2 separate regions of the Sus scrofa genome follow, and region 2 is linked to region 1. The links are chromatin contacts, called in public Hi-C maps. All regions are on one chromosome and are shown on one strand. The core of a region is the stretch at or near the end of the contact, and the rest is flanking DNA. Distances in the headings are between cores, read along the strand shown.

Region 1 (5,545 bases), core at 2,135-4,634:
TGAGATTCTAGAACCATTTGACTCACTGTTACTGCAGATGAGAAAACTGAAGCTCAGAGAGAAGAAATAAATGCCTCAAGTATGAGTCTTCGTTATATTAATGGAACCTTGAGAAACTAATTCCCAATCTTGGGCTTTCCCCACATGAGCAGCATGAGTCACAGACTATTTCATCGATCACTGGTTCTAAAGGTTTTCCAGGACAGGACAGCAGAAGGGGGCTTTATGATGAGAAGTTTGTGAAGCAGGCTGAGTGTTATAAACTGCTCTCCAGCCAAGCCCCCCACTCTCCATTCCCACTTTTGCCTGGAGGCTCAACAGCACCCCACAGAATTTCAAAGGCTCTGAGAAGACATGCAGCAAGGAAAGATTTTAAGGTTACTTAAATCACATTTTCCAAGTTTGTACGACCACAGAATTGCTCTTATGTTCAATGACATTCTAGCAAGGAAAAGTTTTAAGGTTGTTTAAATCAGTGTTTCCAAGCTAACGAGATCACAGAATCTCTATTACAATGGCAATTCTATAGACCTTGTATTCCTCAGAGCACACTTTTAGAAATGCTATGCCCCAGCTCCCCTCAGTCTTTCTTTATGGGAAGTTGGCCTCACTGCCCGGGCAAAGAGGGAACTCAGAAATAAATACCTATTGCTCCTCCAGAAAAGCTCCTCTTCTGAGTGCCTAGAAGGGACTAACAGATTTTCCCCCTCTATTTTCATTCCAAATCCCTTAATCCTTTAGAAATACTGCCAGCTGGCCCCTTTCCTGCCCAAATGAAATCTAAATTTTACCGACCTTGTGGTTAGGCCATCTCCAAAGCATCTGACATGCTTTGCACCCAGCTTGGGTAGAGTGGTGGATGTAGTGTGTTCATTCCACAATCCCAGCCCAGAAAGATGGACCCTTCTAGTCAAGCACTACTTGGTTGTTTTTAACCAATGCTTCCTCTTCAAGCTACTGCATTTTCTGCACTATGGAACATTCCCTTAGCTTTAAATAAATTTCCAGAATCTTTATTGGCATTAACTATCATGGGGAAAAAAGTGGACAACCACCCCCATCCCCAAATGATGTCTTCCAAAAGCAGAGAACCAGAAGAGGCGCTCTAGGTGACGCAGTGCCAACTTCAAAATATACATCCTGAAGAACTGGCCTCTCCTAGACCCTCTCCATTGTGTTTTCAGGATTCCAGAAAGCATTTTTCTTTCTTTTGTTGAGAAGTACCAGATCAGGTAGGGCTCATTCATTCTTTTCAGCATCATCACTTCCCACACTAGAAAGCCCCCTGATGGGTCTCTATCAGGTTCAGCAGCCCCTTCCAGCCTCTGCTGTCTGGCCATCTTGAGCAGTTCTGAAGGGAATACATATTCAGACCTGAACACCATCATCAAGGGAGCCACTGAGTGTCTTAGAGAACTGTGTTCCTCCCTCAGAGAAACATCCCCAGGGTATGTCTGATACACCTGCAAAGGGAGATGGGATGGCAGCTGGGGGTGGGCACAGCCTGCACCTCTCAAAGGCCTCAGTGGATCCTCCCAGGGGAACCAAACTACAAAAGGTGAGCCGCAGCGTAGCTTGGGGAGGGTGTGGTGGCAGGCAGGGGCAGAGGGCAGGCGATTTCTCTCCCAAGCACTGTCTCCAAAAGTCTTTCCCTCCCCTAAATATTTTAAGGTAAGGTATAGATGTGCAGTTAATCAGATGCAAACCTTCGAGAACTGTGTGGTTAATTACCTCTGGACAGATTTGGGGACAAAGCAGCCGAGAAATGTGTAGCCTTTGTCATGTGCTTCCTCTCCCTTCAACCGCAGGCACAAGGGTGCAGACAGATTCCTCAAACAATAAAGCCTATGGAAGCCTCTGGGTGGAAAAGCCTGAAGGGTTTTTATGTTTTTGCCTGACCACTCAGCATGGAAATGTGTCTTTGGAGCTAAATGTGTCCTTGAGTCTATGTGAAGTAGCGAGACCTGAACCCCTAAAGATTTCAGGTTCATTTCTGATATCGATGAAAGTAGGTGGGGCCCGGAAACAATCTGGCAGCAAGATCTAGATAATCCTACCCTCCACTCTGGGCACCTGAGTGAGAAGGAAGAGACGGATAGATTAGAATAAAAAAGGAAGGGACACCAAGTGATCTACGAAGAAAGCACTTAGAGGAAAATTTGGCCATGACGCATCTAAGATTAGAGGGCAAGGTTAAAATGTCCATAAATATTTACATCATAAAAAAATTTTCTTCACACACAAGTACACACACACACTCCAACACCCCACAAATGGGGTTAAATGCCTTTTCTTTAAGGGGTTTAAGATAGGCTGGTGGAAGATTTATTGCACACCTGAAAGGCTTCTCTCAGGGGAACTGAGCCAGAAGTTTAGCTTGGGGTAGGCAGAGGGGAATTAGAGGGGTTATTTCTGTCTCAAACAACTAAAAGTGGCATTCTCTTTTGGGGCACAGTTATGATAGCAAGGAGGGCAGTGTGGGTGAGCTTTTATCATTTCTTATTCCTCTAATTGTATATTTTTGGTGCAGTATGACATGGAAGAAGCAATAACTTGAGACAATCAATTGTCCTTGCCATGTACCTTGAGGCCGTGGTCTGCTGGCTGCCATTGCTGCCACATGATGAAGCCAGAAAACATGATTGGAAAATCAGGCATTTGGTTGTTTCATTTGAGATTTTCCAAACACTATAAAAAGGACTTCTGGAAAATTTGCCATTTGGTCACCTTACAGCACAGTGACTGGATGCCTTTCTTGGTCATGGTTTTCAATTCCTCAGAAAGTCATGTAGCATTCACCCTTTTTCTCCCAAGGTACATGAACTCTCTGAACACAGAGGTTTGGTAAGAAAAGATGAGGCCTGCACGGTTGTCTAAACAGAAGTTATTCTCAGGCATGTCCCAAAGGCACGGGGGGAACCACTGACTGACAGGGTGAAATGAGATGATCCAACAGGTCAGAGAAGCCCTAAACCGAGTTCTTCAGCTCCCAACTGCTTGTTTTACTACCCACTCTCTGAGCAGTTGCCCAATAATATGATGTTTATATATCACAGGTAGTATATGTACATTCACACTGGGGGAAGTTAGAAAGCCTCTCAGTTGTGCTAGATGGCATTAGAATTATTGTACTTTACCCCTGCTTGTGTCCTTGCCCTTGGCAATGACTTTGCAGATCCTTCCCCTAGGAACAAAGTCTCTCCCCCCCACTCCCGCCACGAGTGGTTTAGGCTTGGCCTTGTGGGCAGAACGGACAGCGCGCCAATTCCAAAGCCTGAAGAGAGAGCACGTGTTTCCACTTGCTCCCTTGCCCTTCTGTCATCACCAGGAGAAGATATGCCCTGGTTAGGCTGCCGTCCAGGGACAGGGAAATGCGTAGAGCAGACCTGGACGCAGGCTGCAACATGAAGCCCCTGCCAGCCAGGCTGAGTTCTGCCTGGTTCATTTGACCCAGACACACAGCTTTAAGGAAAAGAGTGTTGTCCTAAGGTACCAAATTTTGGTGTGGTTGGTTACACCTCATTATTGTGGCAAAAGTTAAGGGCTACAAGGCTAGGGAGGAAATATATTTTTTTAAATACCCATAATATCATCCAGAGATAATATTTGGAGTGTTTCTTCCCTAGTATTTACTTATGTCTATGTATGTGTTTATGCTATGTATATGCTAACTTTTATAAAGCAATATATGTATAGTATATATTGCTTTGAAACTTGATTTTCCCACTTAATTGGCAATTTTTTACCAAATCACATTATACAACATATTTTCACGTATTTCAATAATCCTATAGTGTTCTGCAATATTGATGGAGCATACATACTTTAAAATTTTTGTTCCCAAATTTGAGTAGCTGAAGTTTACTGAAGTAGCATTGATTTACAACGTTGTGACAATTTCTGCTGTACAACAAAGTGATTCAGTTATACATATACACCCATCCATCCTTTAGATTCTTTTCCCATATAGGTTATCACAGAAATATTGGGGAGAGTTCCCTGTGCTATACAGCAGGTCCCAGTGGCCCATCTATTCCTTATACAATAGGGAGCATATGCCAATCCCAAACCCCTGACCCGTTCCTCTCCCCTCATCAGTCCCTTTTGGTAATTCTAAGTTTGTTTTCAAAGTCTGTGAGTCTGTTTCCTTCTGCAAATAAGTTCATTTGTATTTTTTTTTTAAGATTCTACATATTAAGTGACAGCATATTTGTCTGACTTAGTATGATAATTTCTAGGTCCATCCATATTGCTGCAAAGGGCATTATTTCAAGCCAAAACTATGTAGACTGAAATGTAAATACGTCTTTAACACATACCCTCCTCTCCCATAGATACCTCTCCACTCCCCAGAGATAATCCCTGTGTATAGTTTGTCTCTATCCAGATGCTTTGTCCATACTTTGAGTGCACGCACCAATACTCCTCCACATCATTTTAAAAATGAACGGCATTATAGTGATTTTACGGTCTGCAGCTTTTCTTTTTCACTCAACAGCTTCTCTGGAGATTATTCCATGGCAATGACGTAGGTTTGCCTCATGATGTTTCACTGCTAAATACCCCATGTACTGACCTACGCCATCATTAGTAGACATGTGAACTGTATCCAAGTTTTTGGCCTGCTCAGTGAACATCCTTCCTCATGCCTCTTTGAGTGCCTATGCATTCTCTCTCCAGGATCAGTACCTCAAGGGGAATTAGTATCAGTAGACTCTGTCAAAGTGCCCTACAAAAAGCTAATTTGCCTTCTTCCAGCACCCATGCCAGGGGACCCCTGAGCCCCAATACCAGCCAAGGCGTCTGCATTGATTTCCAACTCACTTTACAGTTTCTCACAATCTCTACTTCCCAATCTTTCAAATGGCCATGATGATTCTTCCTCCCCATCATTATTAAATGAAAAGCTTGAAGAACTCAGCAGTAGCATTGCACTATTATTGGCTGCTAGCCATTCTCCAGGCAAACTTGAAACTATTTCATCAGCCCAGCCCCGCCTCGCTCACATCCGCAGATTTCCCTAGGCCTCCCCATCTTTCACACTTCTCAAAACCCAGATTCCCACCATCTTTCAAGGTTAATTACAGGTCCCTGCTTCATCATGTGGCTTACTGGCTCTTCTACTCAACTCCCACACATATCCTTGCTGTGCCACTTTTTTTTTTTTTTGACTTAGAATTACCAGCCACTTAGTAAAAATGTTGAGATGGGTGCTACTTATTGATTCTTAACTCTTTATGAACCATCGTGCCAAACACTTTTGTAGACATTACCTCATTTATCATCACTACGCTGTTATTACTCTCATCTTACAAAAGAAATGCCAGAGGCTCCAAGAGTTTAAATATGACCTACTCAAGGCCACACACAAGTGGTGGAGCAGAGACTCAAAGCCACATCTGCAGGCTGCAAATCCTGCAGCCGCTCTAAGGTGGGACCAACCCTTTCAAGTTCCTCAAGGCCGTGACAGAATCCTGACTTTCTTTGCATTGATGTCACAACGTAACAGAGTGCCCTGCACATGAGGCATGCTCAATTATTGTGC
Region 2 (5,545 bases), core at 1,548-4,047, 180 kb before region 1:
CCTTCCCACTTTCTTTCCTTTCTTAAAACATGACAGTTCCATCCTTTGGTTCTTAAGCCCAAAAGCCTTAGAGTTATTCTTGTCTTTCTCTCACAACCTACATCTAATCCTTTGGCAAATCCCATCAGTTCTTCCTTTAAAATGATCCAGGATCTGGCTGCTTCTTAGACCCCTGCTCACCCTAATTGGTCACCCTGCTTCTACCTTTGCCCCCATTCAGCCCATTCTTAACACAGCATCCAAAGGGATCTGATTAAAGCAAAAACTGGGTCCTGCCACCCCCTGCTCACAACACAGCAATGGCTTTCTCTCACTTGGAATAAAAGCCCAAGTCCTTACAAATGGCCCATGGTACGATTTCAACTGCCTCACCTTTCTCTCTGTGCTTAACTGCTGCCATTCTGCCCTCTGCCTCACTCCGGCCAAGCTGACCTCTTTTTTGCAGGTGTCCATAGCTGCTGTGAATGCTTTTTTTCTTCAGATATCCACATGGATCACTAATCAGTTCTTTGGTCTTTGCACAACTACTAGCAGGGCTACCTTGACCTTCTCTGTATAAATTGTAGTCACCTATCCTGTGCTTTCAGAAAAGATTTTCCTTCTTCCTCATTGTATTGTTTCCTCTGCATCATTGCCACTTTACATGATGACACCAAACACTACACATTATTGTCTGTTACCATAGCACAACATGAGCCACATGCAGGCAAGCATCGTCTGTATCCTCAGCACCTAGAATTAGACCTGGTTCAGACTAGACATCACTATTTACTGGCTGGCTGGCTGGCTGGCGCTCTTTTTTCCCTGAGCCATTCTTTGCTTTTCCACTCACATTATAGGTATTCATCGGGAATTCTCTGAGCACCAAAAGCTCAAGAGGATCCAGTGTAGAGACTGGTGGTAGGATAGTTACACATTTTTGTCTTTAATTGCAAATCACAATTGTGTGAAATCTGATTTCCTGTAGGCATGACCTTATTTCTTTCAGCTTAGGCTTTATACACTGGTGATAATTTAAGCAGATACAGGGAGAAAAAAAAAACTAAGGTCATAATAGTCTGAATGAATTAGAATACTGAATTCAATGGAGATCTTATTTGAGATTAGTAAGAGCAATATTTCTGGCATGCAGGAGGCATGGACACACATGTGAGAAGTGAGTTAGTCAAAATAAGGAATAAACCATTGAGAACTGGGTTTTAGAATTTTCCAGATCTGACTCATCCTTAGACTCTGAAAAATGTTTCACAACACCCCATCATTAGCACATAGTGATGGCCTTAAAGTCTGTATATGCTTTTCTCCCTAGACAAGATTGTTTATAAACACTAGAATTGATTAATATCAAAAGACCCGCCCAAATAATGGAAAGGAATGCTACAGAGAGAAGCCAGAAGCCATGGACTCTGCAGCTCACATTCTTTTCTGAAGGCATCACTCTTTAGGAGAGCAACAAAGGCCCGCTTGCTGAATTAGGGATGGGGTGGCAATCAGAACTTCGAATTTCTTGGCATTTGCTAGTTTGAGGCTTAACCTTCTGAATACTTGAACATAATTACATGTGGTTTCTTAAAAGAGCCTCAAACAAAGCAAATCATTTAAGGAATGTCCTAAAAGACGTATCATTTAAAGAAAACTATGCTTTAGTCTCTCCAGACCTGAACATACCTTTAAAGAGACTTTTTCATGAATTGCTGGAATTTTCAACAACACAAAAAAGACGATAATCCTGTAAACTCAAATTTCTCCTGACTCATGGTATCCAAACTACCCCCAAATGTTCCTTCCAATAATTCTTTTAAACGCGTAATTTCAAAGCAAAAAAAAATCAGCTTTGAAAACATGCAACCAGACCTCATTTACCAGGGAACCTGAAAGAAAGCAGGCAGGGACCAGAGTGCAGCAGTGGTGAGCCTATTTTAGGGAAGATGTTTTAATAAAAGGAGATACGTAAGAGTACAGTACCTCAGTTAGGAAATCACTTGGAAAAGGGCTAATTTGGGTCTTTAGAAATGTATAGACTTTCTTTTCCAACCTGTGCCTCATCCTTAATATTAATATCTAATATTTATTGAGCACTAGGTCTAGGCAAACTACTTTACACAAATTACTTCACAAATTCTCATGGCAGCTCTTTTATTCCTCTTTTGCATGAGGAAAACAGAAAGTAGAAAGTTAATTGCCTGAGTTAGTGTGTGATTTGTGGTGCCAGTACATACTCTGGTCTGTATGACTGGAGTCTGCTTTTCCAGTCCTCCAAATCCTCTCTGGACCTGCTGCCTACTCCATCAGCAACATAATGGCATTGAGCTACTAATGGCATTTTTGTAGCCTTTTCCCTCCTGGGAGGGTCTGAGTGGAGTCCGTTCCATGAGGTTCCACTGCCTGAAAACTGTGGCCATCTCCAAGTGCATCTGTTTGCCTGCCTGTGCCTTTAACCTAATGATACCCAATGCACAGAACCCTGCTGCTCTTAACTGTTGGCCAGTGGACAGCTGTAATAAGTGGGGGTGGAGCCAGCATTTGTCAGAGGCCTAGATGGTTTGGTAACAGTGTTTCCAAGGATGAGATTAGATCCTTAAGGATTTATTCTAATACGTGGCCTCCCCAAAGCACAATCCTGTGGTTTCATATCTCTTTCCATGTCCCAGAGGTCATTCCTTCTCTACGTCTCTATTCTAATGCGTTGTGGCCCAAACGTATTATGGGCTGACTCTGGGGCTTAGAATAGTAGTGGAAGGTTAAATGGGTGAAGGCTGGCTGGTTTCCTGGCACAATGTTCCAAGGCATTGGCTGTGGCTCTATTTATAACTCGTACTCAACCGCAGCAGGGACGTTAGTGCTCACAACCTGTTATGTGTGGGCATGTTTGGGAGGGGGGGTGGTGATGGGCACCAGCACTATCCAGCTTGCAGTCATTTTTAAGGGACAAAGACTTCATGAAGTGTAGGTGTGCACAGAAAGCTTATCCTAAGCAGTAAGTTGGAAAGTGTTGGGTACCTGCCATGTGCTGGACATGGTGTAAGGTGATGGGGTAGAACTGTAAGCAGAGCAGACACAGGACCTGCTTCGGGGACTTCAGCCTATTGAGGGAGGTAAACAGGAAAGGAAATGATCCCTGTGGTTTGAGCGCTCATGGACAGGTGCCTGGGGTTCTGGGAGCCTAAATAGAGAAACTGAATATAATCAGGGATATTGGGGCAGGTTTCTTGAGAACTTAGGGACTGAGCTGAGATCCGAACAAAGATATGAACTAGACAAAGGCAATCTTTCCAGGCCAGACTCTGAAGCCGTGCAGCTGGACAGAGTACAGCCTGAACCTCTCTGACTACAGGAAGTAGGAATGCAGGAGAGAGTGGCCTTCTACCCCTGGTCCCACCCTCTAGGCCCACACCCTCTCCAGAGCTATCGTTTCCACCACTCTTCTCTCCCTTCTGAAGTTATGGTCACTGACTGGTAGTGAAGAATGGCCAACAGGAGGCTGGCAATTTAGCCAAACCAATTCTATTTCCTTCAGAAAAGCAGCTGCTGGCGGTTTCAAAGCTGTACCCCTACTCTTAGATAGCTTTGATTTGTTCCCGAGTGTCTCTCCAACTGGTTTCTGGAAGGGCCCCTTCTTTAAAGTCATGGTCTAGACGGAGAACCTGCTGATGGAAGCAGCTGCTGGGCCCCCGGTGTCCCTTGCTAGCTCATTCTGGCCTCCAACCCCACCTGCAGTCAGGACAGAGGCCATTGATGGCCTCTGGGAGAACTGAAGGGCTCCAGTGAGCGGGTCGGCCCCTCTCCCTGTGACACAGAGGGCAGCCAGGAGGCCTTAGACCCAGTTCTCTGGGGTGGTTCCATCTGAGACAGACTGCCCTTGATAGGGTGGGTGGCAAAAGTATCTCTAGCTTCAGGAAATTTTCAATCCAACTAAAGTAGAAGGAACTACCCCCAGAAACAAAATAGAAGCAGATAAGAAATGCAGTTCCTCCTCTCCATCTACCCCAGTTGGGCTATTGCTTCTCTTCAGGGGCCAGGGAGCAGTGGACACTCTCCCCTCATTCCCACGGCTCCAGAGGCACAAGGATTTAAGTCTGGTTGACAAAAGCAGTGCGATTAGGTGCTTCCTCGGGAATCCTTCTTTGAGCACTTAACAGCCAGTACGGTTTTATTTTCCAAGAATGTGATTCAGAAAGAAAGGCTGCAGTTCCCAGACCTCTACCCATGGCTCCTCTCACATCCGAGGCCTTCATTGCTTACGTGTAAATGTAGATCTCACAGCAGCAGGAGAAAGTGCATCTCAGAGGCAAGACTCAGACCCCACACCAAATGATTGAGCCCGCCTGGCATACATCACCTTCACCCTTATACTCTCCTAGCCTGGGTGACCATGCTTCAAGCAGAGCCAGCCCTCACAGACACCAAAGTGTGGGGAGCATAAGCCCAGCTGGGTGAGGCAGGCCCCAGAAATGGCACTGTAAGTGACAAAGACATACCCTACTCAACACGCAGAAGAGAGAAACAGCTTGCAACTGATGTCCTAGTAGAACCATGTGCAAAAACATCACCATTGAACAGGAAATAATGTCCCTAGGATTCTTTTCTAGATAGGAAAGACAACCACCATTACTGTACCCTTGGGACTTGTGATCTGCCGCTCATTTAGTAGTGGTCCTAGGACACGAGGGAAGAGCCACAGCACAAGGCCCTCTTGTCACTGCACAGAGTCCTGGCTCCAGATTCAAACTCCGTGACATCCACTCTATGTTTGCTTTTGGGACACAAACCCTTGGGCCTCTCTTTTCTTGCATCACCAGTTCCACGCTCCCTTTTTCACCCCAGTCCCCAACCTAGAAGGCAGTCTCTATAGACTTCCTGCTTCCAATGGGACCACAACTGGCCTAAGGGACCCTCCCCCTTGACAGCCTTGGGGTCAAGGCTGGGCTGGATCCCTTCATTTCTTGAAGCTTCTCCATTAATGAGGGCCACGTGGGCTGGGCTGCACTTGGGGGCAGAGACCCAGTCTTTCTGGGTTGCTACTTCAGTGCTTGAGGTGAGAAGCTACTTCGTGGGTCTTCAACCCGGGGTGCATGGTGGTGTTGCCTGGGGAGTTTTAAAAGCTACCATTGCCTGAGCCTCCACCGCCCCTTTTCAATCAGTGTTTGGAGCTCCAGCTGGGAAAGGGGGGTTTAAGTGCTCTCCGGGTGATTCTAAGGCTCAGCCAGCGTTGAGAACCTAAGATTTACTCTCTTCATCCACACCCTCTGCTCTCAATCTGTTAGGACACAGGAGTTGATCTAACTCATCCACTCTCTGGCTTCAGACGATAAAATAAGTAATGAATTTACTGAGGTGAAGCTGAGCCAGGAGACACAGAAAGGTGGGAAGAGAGGGAGAGTTATGCTCCCGCATCTCTGCCCTCCTGTGGCCAGACCTATTAAATGGAAGGAATCTGTTCCCGAGGCATTTTCTTTTATCATGGACATATCCAACAGTCATAGGATGCCCTCCAACCTTGCGCATTCAGCTCTTTCCGCAAACCCTTTGAAAATCGATCTTCTTA

The links. Hi-C and Micro-C count contacts between places; a contact is called where the count stands out from the background.
Region 2: a Hi-C map of heart right ventricle shows a contact between it and region 1, with 2.1 times the contacts expected there. The contact joins two enhancer-like sites. A contact is called at or near these places in 3 of 47 Hi-C or Micro-C datasets (embryonic fibroblasts and heart right ventricle).

Annotation. Positions count from the first base shown.
Region 1 is chr2:83,142,745-83,148,289 of Sscrofa11.1, reverse strand. No RefSeq gene overlaps it. Among named protein-coding and RNA genes, the nearest start is that of TRNAR-UCG, 110 kb to the left of the region's middle. Within about 2 kb of position 3,384, at least 1 of the 83 cell types and tissues checked has an H3K27ac peak or open chromatin away from gene starts, as enhancers often do.
Region 2 is chr2:83,318,368-83,323,912 of Sscrofa11.1, reverse strand. The region is part of intron 3 of LOC102160872 (a long non-coding RNA gene); the gene reads right to left. Among named protein-coding and RNA genes, the nearest start is that of TRNAR-UCG, 67 kb to the right of the region's middle. Within about 2 kb of position 2,797, at least 6 of the 83 cell types and tissues checked have an H3K27ac peak or open chromatin away from gene starts, as enhancers often do.